3 separate regions of the Mus musculus genome follow, and regions 1 and 3 are each linked to region 2. Evidence: chromatin contacts called from public Hi-C and HiChIP or PLAC-seq data. All regions are on one chromosome and are shown on one strand. Each heading gives the region's core, a stretch centred on a gene start, on an enhancer-like site or on the middle of the called end of the contact. The rest is flanking DNA. Distances are from core to core; before and after follow the strand shown.

What was found. Hi-C and Micro-C count contacts between places; a contact is called where the count stands out from the background. HiChIP or PLAC-seq counts read pairs in DNA pulled down with a chosen protein or histone mark.
Region 1: a contact with region 2 is called in an H3K4me3 HiChIP or PLAC-seq map of bone marrow-derived macrophages, with 2.9 times the contacts expected there. The contact joins the enhancer-like site here to the promoter of Arhgap15 in region 2. A contact is called at or near these places in 5 of 39 promoter capture datasets (the C10 cell line, the HPC-7 cell line, macrophages and 1 more), 1 of 484 Hi-C or Micro-C datasets (cerebral cortex), 3 of 115 datasets of contacts at active chromatin or transcription factors (bone marrow-derived macrophages and thymocytes) and 4 of 9 other capture datasets (adipose tissue, liver, macrophages and 1 more).
Region 3: a Hi-C map of the G1E-ER4 cell line shows a contact between it and region 2, with 1.5 times the contacts expected there. The contact joins the enhancer-like site here to the promoter of Arhgap15 in region 2. A contact is called at or near these places in 6 of 39 promoter capture datasets (the C10 cell line, the HPC-7 cell line, embryonic stem cells and 3 more), 4 of 484 Hi-C or Micro-C datasets (the CH12 cell line, the G1E-ER4 cell line, short-term hematopoietic stem cells and 1 more), 5 of 115 datasets of contacts at active chromatin or transcription factors (the 230-238 cell line, CD4 single positive thymocytes, CD8 T cells and 2 more) and 3 of 9 other capture datasets (adipose tissue, liver and macrophages).

The regions. Positions count from the first base shown.
Region 1 is chr2:43,860,866-43,864,218 of GRCm38.p6, reverse strand. The region is part of intron 5 of Arhgap15 (Rho GTPase activating protein 15); the gene reads right to left. Among named protein-coding and RNA genes, the nearest start is that of Gm39804, 74 kb to the right of the region's middle. Within about 2 kb of position 1,353, at least 18 of the 459 cell types and tissues checked have an H3K27ac peak or open chromatin away from gene starts, as enhancers often do. A contact at or near this core is called in the HPC-7 cell line and bone marrow-derived macrophages, where this site is marked.
Region 2 is chr2:43,747,176-43,750,380 of GRCm38.p6, reverse strand. Arhgap15 (Rho GTPase activating protein 15) reads right to left here and starts at 1,557. Exons shown (of 14, transcript NM_153820.3): 1 at 1,482-1,557. The coding sequence starts at 1,492. The region is part of intron 1 of Gm39804 (a long non-coding RNA gene); the gene reads left to right.
Region 3 is chr2:43,834,368-43,837,615 of GRCm38.p6, reverse strand. All of the region lies in intron 3 of Arhgap15 (Rho GTPase activating protein 15), which reads right to left. Among named protein-coding and RNA genes, the nearest start is that of Gm39804, 48 kb to the right of the region's middle. Within about 2 kb of position 1,510, at least 8 of the 459 cell types and tissues checked have an H3K27ac peak or open chromatin away from gene starts, as enhancers often do. A contact at or near this core is called in the G1E-ER4 cell line, the HPC-7 cell line and short-term hematopoietic stem cells, where this site is marked.

The DNA.
Region 1 (3,353 bases), core at 104-2,603, 110 kb before region 2:
GATAAAATAAATTTCTTTGATTTATTATCAGTGAATTTTTGATTTGTATGCTTATTTTATAATCCTGGATACCTGGGAAGCCCTGGTCTGGAGCTGCCTTTCTTACACTTATAGCACAGTCATAGTTTATCCTAATAGGCTTATTTATGGGTCTGTCATTTCTACCATATCACAACACCGTGGGAGCAAGAGTCATATATTATTCATTTGGATTTCTCTTTGATTAAAATGATCATGTGATTCCTGGTAGGACTTATTGATTATGCATAGAATAAATAAGTGTGTGGGGTCTCTAAATTTAAAAAAAGTTGCTCTTCCTTTGTCAGTTCTTGTCATTATTTCTGGAGCAACCAGAAGGAGTCCTGTTCAGAAATCCTTACATGAGGATGGGCTCAGAAAGCTCCACCTCTCCCTAAGAGCACCAGGCATTTAATGGTTGCTAAGCAACAGAGTCAAATTCCTCAGTGGTGTAGCCACTGGTACATTGCCCTTGTTCAAGTAAACAACCCCCAACCATACTCTTGTAGGCAAGCCTAATTGAGTGGAGTTGCTCACATACAAGAAAAGATATAAACGTGGGAGAGAGACTTGTTGGTTCTCTTATATACTGTAAGTGGTTCCATGGGAAAGAAAAGGGTAAGAAAACCTGCTGGTAGGATTATGATGAAAGTACAGTGAAGCAGTGAAAGAATAAATAAATTCTTAAGAATCATCTTTACAAGGCTATCCATGCATGGGACTTAATTAATCAAGCATGCGTCTCTAATGTCCCATTGACACATTCAGGTGTTTCCCCATATATCAAACAGGAACTTTAAAGTCATAAAACACAGCAAGTTCCTGGGAGCTAAAAGAATCCATTGAAATTATCCAGGAACAAAATTCTATAACTACACCAGAAAAATACAATACGTTTTAGTCAAGGTCTAAGAGGAAAACCCAGCTGACAGCAGGAGCTGCAACAACAGCGGTGCGTGCTCCAACCTGGAAGCAAAGCTTTTGCTCTTGCATGGAGTGTGACCCCTGACCCTAGGAGAATCATTTCCCTCTTGTTTGCGTCTCACTTTAAGTTCAGCTCCTTACAGACTTATCATACAGGTCACACTTGTTGACAGTATATGTTTGTTCAAAGAAGAGCCATTTAGTTTACCCTGTGATACAGATGCCTGGATTATACACCGACATCACATGTTAGCACCTTGCCTTGATAGCACATGGACAAGCTCACAGCCTCTCTTTAAGACCTACTCTATCCTGCATTTCAATGGGATAAAGAAGTTCATTTATGCTGTAATGCATGTGTTCCATCCATTCTCAGTCATTGTTCGTGGTTTTCACTTCCTGAAATTTTCTGCCTGCAACTCCCTGTATGCAGAAGTGACAACCATCTCTCAAGACCCAGTTCAAGTCCTCCACACGTTAGCACTCCTTCCTTTAAACCTTGAAGAAAAAAAATAGAAGAAAAAGAAACGAACACAAAAACAAACATCTATTCCGTTTCCTGTCTCATCTCATCGTTATTGGCACAGATTTGCTAAGGCAAAGTCTCTATCTTGATTATATCTCTGTGCCTTATATGCAGCCTTAACGAGCAAGCTGTTCATTGTGGGATTTCAATACATATTCTGATGAAGCCTTTTCCCACCAAGGCTGATATAAATAGCACAAACCTGATTAACTGACTGCATACTCACATTAAAGTGAAGTAGATTATAATGAGTCGAAATGTTATTTGGATCAACTCTCCCACTGAAAACAATGAAAAGTGTTAGATTAAAAAATATCTTTTAAAAATTACTTCAGAACTGAAAGTCTGAAATGACAGAGGGAAGGTCATGATAAAGTTTTTATTTGGGTGTGTAAGATGGGATTCTAAAACATACAGGGAAACTAAGTATAAAAACAATGTAACTTCATGGTCTTCTAGGGTCATTTATACTACACATTTGAGCTGTGTTCTACCTCACAGTGTAATAGAACAAGGTCCTTCCCCAGAACTTAGGAAAGGATAAGCAAAAAATGTATTGAAATTGTGAAGGTTTGAATATGCTTGGACCAAGAAGTGGCACTATTAGGAGCTGTGGCCTTGTTGGAGTAGGTGTGCTACCACGGAGGTGGGTTTTAATATCCTCATGCTAGCTTCCTGCAAGACAGTCTTCTAGCAGCCTTCAGATGAAGTAGAACTCTCAGCTTGTCCTGCACCATGCCTGTCTAGATGCTGCCATCCTCCTGCATTGGTGATAATGTACTGAACTTCTGAACCTGTAAGCCAGCACCAATTAATTGTTGTCCTTATAAGAGCTGCCTTGATCATAGGAAACAAGTAGCTCTGCCAGCTGATGGAATAAATCAGAAAAACTTCCAGCAGTAAGAACTGTATTATTTGAAAGTAGGGGAAAATGTTTTTCAGACAGGGAGACAGAAATAAAGACCTGAAAGACACACAAAAAAGTACTCTGAACTCATCTCAAGAAGTCAAAATTACAGAGAGAGAGAGAGAGGGAGGGAGAGAGAGAGAGAGAGAGAGAGAGAGAGAGAGAGAGAGAGAGAGAGAGAATGAGGAGGAGGAGGAGGAGGAAGAAGAAGAGGAGGAGGAGGAGGAGGAGGAGGAGGAGGAGAATTTGGAGAATACAGCAGACTATAAAAAGGGCTAGCTACATCTGAAAACAAGGAAGAGTTCTAGACTGTGCTCAGGACTATAGTAAGTGCAGCATTTACCACCAACCACCACATCCAGCATCCACCACTGGCCATTATCTCCAGCATCAGACACTGACCACAGACTCTATTTAGGACTATAGTAAGGGCAGCATCCACTACTGGCCACACTCTCCTCTGAGGTGAAGTGAGTATGCAGGAGCCCGGGAGCAGGTAGAAAGCAGATGGGCTCCTTTCTCTGTAGAGACTGCTTTCTGTTCTATACTGCTTTCCTCCTAGCTGTTCAGATGGTGGCAATTCATAGGGTCCTTCTGCTATGAAATGCTGACACTAGGTGATCAGTTACTGTTTGTTCTTCTTTCTCAAAACCCTGAAATAGATAGAAGTTCTTTGCTTCCTTTATCAAGTCACTGAGGACCAAAGTCAGGTGATCCTGTGCATGTTTTAGGATAAAAAATGTGACTAGAATATTGCTATAGAATTGACTTGCGCATAAGAGAATCCTAAACCCTTGTAATGGTGTAGAAGCAGGGTTTGGATTGGGATCTACTCAGAAATACGAAGCTTTAGAGCTCTGCTGGCTACCTGTGGGATTACAACAGTGAGATGGGACCCAAACAGGAAGGGCATCCTCACAGAACACTGGATCTACCAGGGCCAACCAGTCCAGTATTTTCACCTTTCCAGACTCTAAA
Region 2 (3,205 bases), core at 308-2,807:
GTTCTATCACCTCTATTCATGTGCTGTTCTTTTTATAATACAATGAAATCAGCAATAACATATCAACAAAAATTATCTGAAGAATACAGCTCAGGAGGCAAAGTCTCAGCAGCACAATATTGAAGACCGATTTAAATACTGCTCTCCATAGTGAGGAAATACAACAAATTGAAACTCTAATCAGAATATCAACGCAAGTATATATTACCAAGATCTTCTGACATGCTAACAATAAAAAGTATTGGATACCATGTCCTTAATCTCTATTTTTCTGTAATCATTTCAACAGTCAACAAGTAGCTAGCTTCAGTGTGGACAATTGAAGAGAACTTAAATGCATCGTGACATGAGTGTATCAGCCTGCTGAATAATTTCCTTTAAAACTGACTATGTCAAAAAATATGTATAAATGTCTTTCAATAGAGCACAATAAAAGAAAAAAGATTGTTGCCACTTATCAATCCTGTAACCATTTTTAATAACCCCCAATATTTGCATTGTGGGGTGCACTTCCTTATCCACCAGCACGATAAAATACTGTGAGAGACAAGGGGATAATATCTTGCGCTTTTATTAAATTTTTACAAAACTCTCCAGTTATATTTGTTTAGCTATTTGTCTCAGATTAGCAACATTTTGATGATATCTCTAGCTACATTAGAATGCACGGAGACATTGGCACAATGTCAGTGGCTAAGCAAAGCTCTTGCTGGTTTGCAGTGAACAAATTCTTTTCATTTCAAAGGTTTATTATTTCAGAACACTTAAAAATACAGTTACCTTAAACAACAAAAGGATGTCTCAAGTGAGCCCTCTTCCCAGAAACAACAGCCAGTGAAATCAGGTGAAACGTTTGTTTTCAACATAAATGTCTTTTTATGAATTAGAAAGTTGGCCTGATGTTATCCAGTTCAACACAGAAATGTTAGGGGAAATGCTCAGTTGTGACGAAGCTTATCATTTTATGTGATACAATTTTCTTGCTTCTTAGTGGCTGTTTTATCCAGTTATGTTTGAGAACCTTCTTATAGCTCTTTACATATTGCCTGAGAGGGAGTATTTTTCTCACTGAAATTTAAGAGGCCCTCTCCTATTGTTATTTATAGTGGCTTTTTTTTTTCTCTCGTTATGTGTATTTCTGATAATTCGAGTTTTAAAGTAGCTATCAGTTAAGGGCACATGGTCTCATGTATTTTACGAACAATTACTTTTAAAAGCACTTTCAATCTAAAACTTTTCTATACTCAGTCTTTAACATTTTAGTCTAAAATCATGAAAAGATACTAGTATAATATTTCCATAAAGGAAGTATGAATTTGACAGTTGCAGTTATGAGACAGAATACACCTTTCTGCACTGAAAGAAACAAGCTGATATTTGGCTCATAGGTAAGAGCCTTCCAATCTGTAGAAATGATTATGCATTTGTGCCAGCAATACTTTCAAGTAGTTAACCCACAGTACAAATGTAAAGTTACATACCTTTTCTCCATGGTGACTTGCTATTAAAACTGCCATCAACTCCTTTTACTGACTCTTACAACAAAACGGAAAGGAGTAAGGTCACGTGTCCTAAGGGGAGGCCTGTGTTCGTTGCTGCTTAATTTCAGTACTTAAGAAAAAAAAAAAAAAGGCGGGGGCAAAGGGTGAGCAGAGACTTTAAAAAACAACCCACTTCCTGGGTACATGTAGTTAACCACATTATTCCCCTTAGAGTTTGCCTTGCACAGTCAGTCAATAATATCATTATTTATCAATGTTATAGTCAGTTTTCAAGTGTCGTATATTTATATGTGGTGCATCAAGTTATTCTAAAAGAGAAAATGTGATTAAAATTTTAGCCACTGGGTTGGGTTGGGTCAGGGGAGGAACTGGCTGTCAAGAAGAGTGGAAAGTTCCTCTTTCTCTGTCTTCTAGTAAGGCCTGGGTTATCTTATGTATATTCATGCTATCAAAAAAGCACTGCATATCTATTGGGAAACCAAGACCTCAGCTCTAACCCAGTACTGGTACTTGCCACACTTGTGGCTAGACATACAAGAGACTACTTGAGTTAGGTGCAGATGCACCAGAACTTTAGAGCAGGAATCCCAGAGCCAGCAGGTGCCCAGGGAGAGTTGCTCAGAATGCCTGCTATAGCATGAAACAGCATGAAGTTTCACCCTGGCACATTCTCTCTGAGTTTCCCAAGCAGATCTGAAATGCCATGAAAAATATTTGTGCAAACCACACAGCCCTTTAGTCTAACATAAAGAAAACGTCAGAATAAACTGTCCAAGGGCTGTCCTTTGGGCAAGCGCCTGTCCCTCTGATAGCAAGCTTCAGCTGATCTCAGGATCAGCCCTCATGTGTGCATCTACACTGAAAGTCTGCCCCTTAGTTACCAGGCTTAGTAAGGTTTTGAGATTTGCAAGGTATCACAAAAAGGAGATCGGTGGAAGATTTTGAGGGTGGGTTGGTGTCCTTATCCCTCTACTGGGAGTCCCGTATAACGCAGGAGGTAGCCACTCCATATCTGCTACTGTTAGGAGTCTCAGCTACAGTCACCTTCATAGACTGCCTGAGGTCTTCCCAATGCCAGATCTCTGGCATGTCAGAGTCATTCCCCCACCCCATCCCCCACCAGGCCAATTTCTCTTCACTCTCCCGGCTCTCCCTAAACCTACACACCATTCCCCATCCTCTCTCCCCTGCATTTCCCTTCCTCCACCCATCCCCAGTGACTATTTTACTTCCCCTTCTAAGTGAGATTCAAGCATCCTTCCTTGGGCCCTTTTGGTTATTTCACTTCTTTGGCTCTGTTGGATTGTAGCATGGGTATCCTTAAGGCTAATGTCCAATTATAAGTGAGTATATACCATGCATGTCAGTTTTGGTCTGGGTTACCTTACTCAGGATGTTTTGTAGTCCCATCTTTTGTCTGCAAATTTCACGATGTTCTTACTTTTAATAGCTAAGTAGTATTCCGTTGTGTAAATGAACGGCCCTTACTTACTGGCTGATTGCTATGAAGCGACTTCATGATCAAGGCAACTCTTACAAGAGAAAGAATTTAACTGAGGGGTTGCTTAAAGTTTCAGAGGTTCAGTCCGTTATCAACATGGCAGAAAGCAGACAGGCGTGGCACAGGAGCAGAGTCATTTCCTTCCAAATGTGTGAGAAAATAGATCACAGTATCTTCTCATCAGATTAATTGGATGAGAGCT
Region 3 (3,248 bases), core at 261-2,760, 87 kb before region 2:
CCTCTGGTTCCAGGATTTCTCCAATCTCCCATCACCTGGAGCTGCTTCCCCTAGGGAAGGCTCTGCCTGATCCAGCACCACAGCTCTTCTCTTCTCTCTTTTTTTTAAAAATATTTTTATTACATATTTTCCTCAATTACATTTCCAATGCTATCCCAAAAGTCCCTCATACCCTCCCTCTCACTTCCCTACCCACCCATTCCCATTTTTTTGGCCCTGGCGTTCCCCTGTACTGGGGCATATAAAGTTTGTGTGTCCAATGGGCCTCTCTTTCCAGTGATGGCCGACTAGGCCATCTTTTGATACATATGCAGCTAGAGTCAAGAGCTCCGGGGTACTGGTTAGTTCATATTGTTGTTCCACCTATAGGGTTGCAGATCCCTTTAGCTCCTTGGGTACTTTCTCTAGCTCCTCCATTGGGGGCCCTGTGATCAATCCACTAGCTGACTGTGAGCATCCACTTCTGTGTTTGCTAGGCCCCGGCATAGTCTCACAAGAGACAGCTACATCTGGGTCCTTTCAGCAAAATCTTGCTAGTGTATGCAATGGTGTCAGCAGTATGTCGTTTGGTTTTCTCATATACAGGGTATGTAGTCCTGGTTGGCTATTAATCTGGATCCTTCTATGTACTCCAGGCTGGCCTTGAACATGCAGACTTCCTTTTTCTGCCTTCCATGTGTCTGTGTTACAGGCATGTTCCTCCATGCCTGCCTCATCATGGCATTCTTGAAATTTTTCAAATACAGTTGAAATAAAACTGTTGTACTGATAACCTGAATGTGCTGTCTTTTCTTGATTTTTTTTTCTTCCTGTTCTCATTCTTTTGTTTCCACAGTTCTACTTATGGTGCAAATCTTATTTTAAATAACACTTTCAAAGAGTACTTGTAAGACGACTCATGACTCCAAATATAAGTCTTTCTTCTCCCACAGTCACTAGTGTAGAACCAAGCCTTTTTCTTGTCCTTGATGCATCTGCTTGTCCACAGGTCTTTCTCCAGAAAAGGCCACGACTTTTTAATATCCCATCATTCCCATAGCCTAACCCTCCTCCTGAATGACCATGGCCTAGACAAATAAATGAATGAATAAGCAGACCCCTGCTTAAGGAAATGAAATAATTAATCTGAAATGGTTTCTATAATAATTGATTAAACTATTATTATTTATTATTATTATCATCTTAACTTTTGAGATGATATTATTTGCCAAACCTAACTCTAACTTAGCAAAATGGCATTTTGAAATATTAAAGATATATTTGTTTCTCTTTTCCAACTTAAAGAAACCCCAGCTGGTCAATAGTATTAGTATACAAAATGACTACTCTTTTTTCTTTAAAACAAGGAAGTACAATATCTTCATATTGCATTTCATCTTCAAAGCCCTCACAAGTATTAATTAACCCACAGAACGATATCAGGCTTAAAAAGGCAACACCTGTGACTTAAGTTTATCTGCAAAAGGCTGATTTGCTCCGAGCCAGGACAACTTCCTGAGCTCTGCCCTCCAAATCCTCCTTGCTCAGGAGGAAGCAGATAAAAAACCCACCACAGGCTTTTGACTCCTGCAAGGCTATCCATAGACACGCCTTACGATGTTTCAATAAAAATAAAGACGATAAAGATTTAACATGCTATAATCAGGGTTATTTTTCTTGAATCTTTGTTTAGGGGGAAAGTGCCTTGAAACTAATTGGACCTCATGCACAGTAGCAAGGAGGAATATATTAATAGAAGATCAAGAAACAAGTGCAAAGTGTATCAGAGTTTTGTGTTAAGCAATCACAGAGTCCCCTGTTCTCATCCTAGCTTCTTTCACTGAAGTCTTGTGATATGCATCTGTGTGGCATTAATGCTATATTTCTTCCTATACTGGGGCCACTGTGAGCATTTTTAGACTCCAATTAGGAATGCTTCGAAAATAACTGTCAAAATACATGTGTTACTCTTTTAATTACCCATGTTGATCACAATCAGCTCTATTATAAAGGAACTGTAAAAAAAAAAAAAAAAAAACATAATAATGCATGGCTCCCCAAAGGAAAATGTACTCATTGGAGCATTGGCAATGACAGTTTTCATTTTATAAAGTAAAACACTTTACTCCAAAATGGGGTAGACCTAATAGATTATTTCAAAAGCTGTAACCAGAACTGTAGTCTCACGATTCTTAAAAATATTTCAGAGAATTCTTTAAATAGGAGGTAAAAGAAGTGAGACTTTTTTACATTACAGCCAATGTTTTGAAAATAAATACACACGAGAATTCAAATGTTAAAAACATAAATATAAACAATAATATTAACTCAAGGAATTTAAATAATTGGCTCCAAATTATTTTGGTACATTGTTTCAGACATGACAGAGTGTCCTGAGAGATACTGACAACAGGACACTATGGGTGACTGGGCTACTGTGCAGATCCATGGAGGAGACAGGGCGACAGGGAGAAATGGAGGAGACAGGGAGACAGGGAGAGATGGAGGAGACAGGGAGGCAGGGAAATATGGAGGAAACAGAGAGAGATACAAGCAACCCCAAGTTGTGGGAAAGACTCTGCAGGTAGATGAAAAGTTCATGCTCATCAGATTTAATGTAAACTTTGTGTCTTCTAGAGAACGTCTTTTCATGAATGGTAATGGGTAGTTTAAAATGTATAGATTTGCTTTTGGAAAAACTTCCTGGTTCTTTTCATTGTTACTCTTCATGACAGTCTACTCTCCAGATGGAAGTTTACATAACTGATGGCATTTCTGCCATTAAAATAAAAGTAAGAATCCAATAGACGTCATAAAGGAAATGTTGAATGTTCCCAGTGCTCAGAAGACAGAGTAAGTTAGGTGAACACTCAGAGAGAGAATGCAGCAGAGCCCACATCAGTACCAGGAAGCAATTAGTTGATATTTTAAAATTTTGGTGGAGGTAGTGACTATGTGTATCTGTGTGTATGTGGAGATGGGGGGAAGATAATCTCTGTAGAGAGACTACAAACTAGAATTTTACTTTAAAAATTAATGTTTTGCTCTGTGCCACATTTTTATTATAGTTATTTGTTTCTCAAGAGTTTAACATCTTGATATATATATTGGATATTATCCCTCTATTAGATATAGGGTTAGTAAAGATCTTTTCCCAATCTGTTGATTGGCATTTTGTCCTATTGACAGTGTCCTTTGCCTTAAAGAAGCTTTGCAATTTTATGAGGTCCCACTTGCCAATTCTTGATCTTAGAGCATGAGCCATGGGT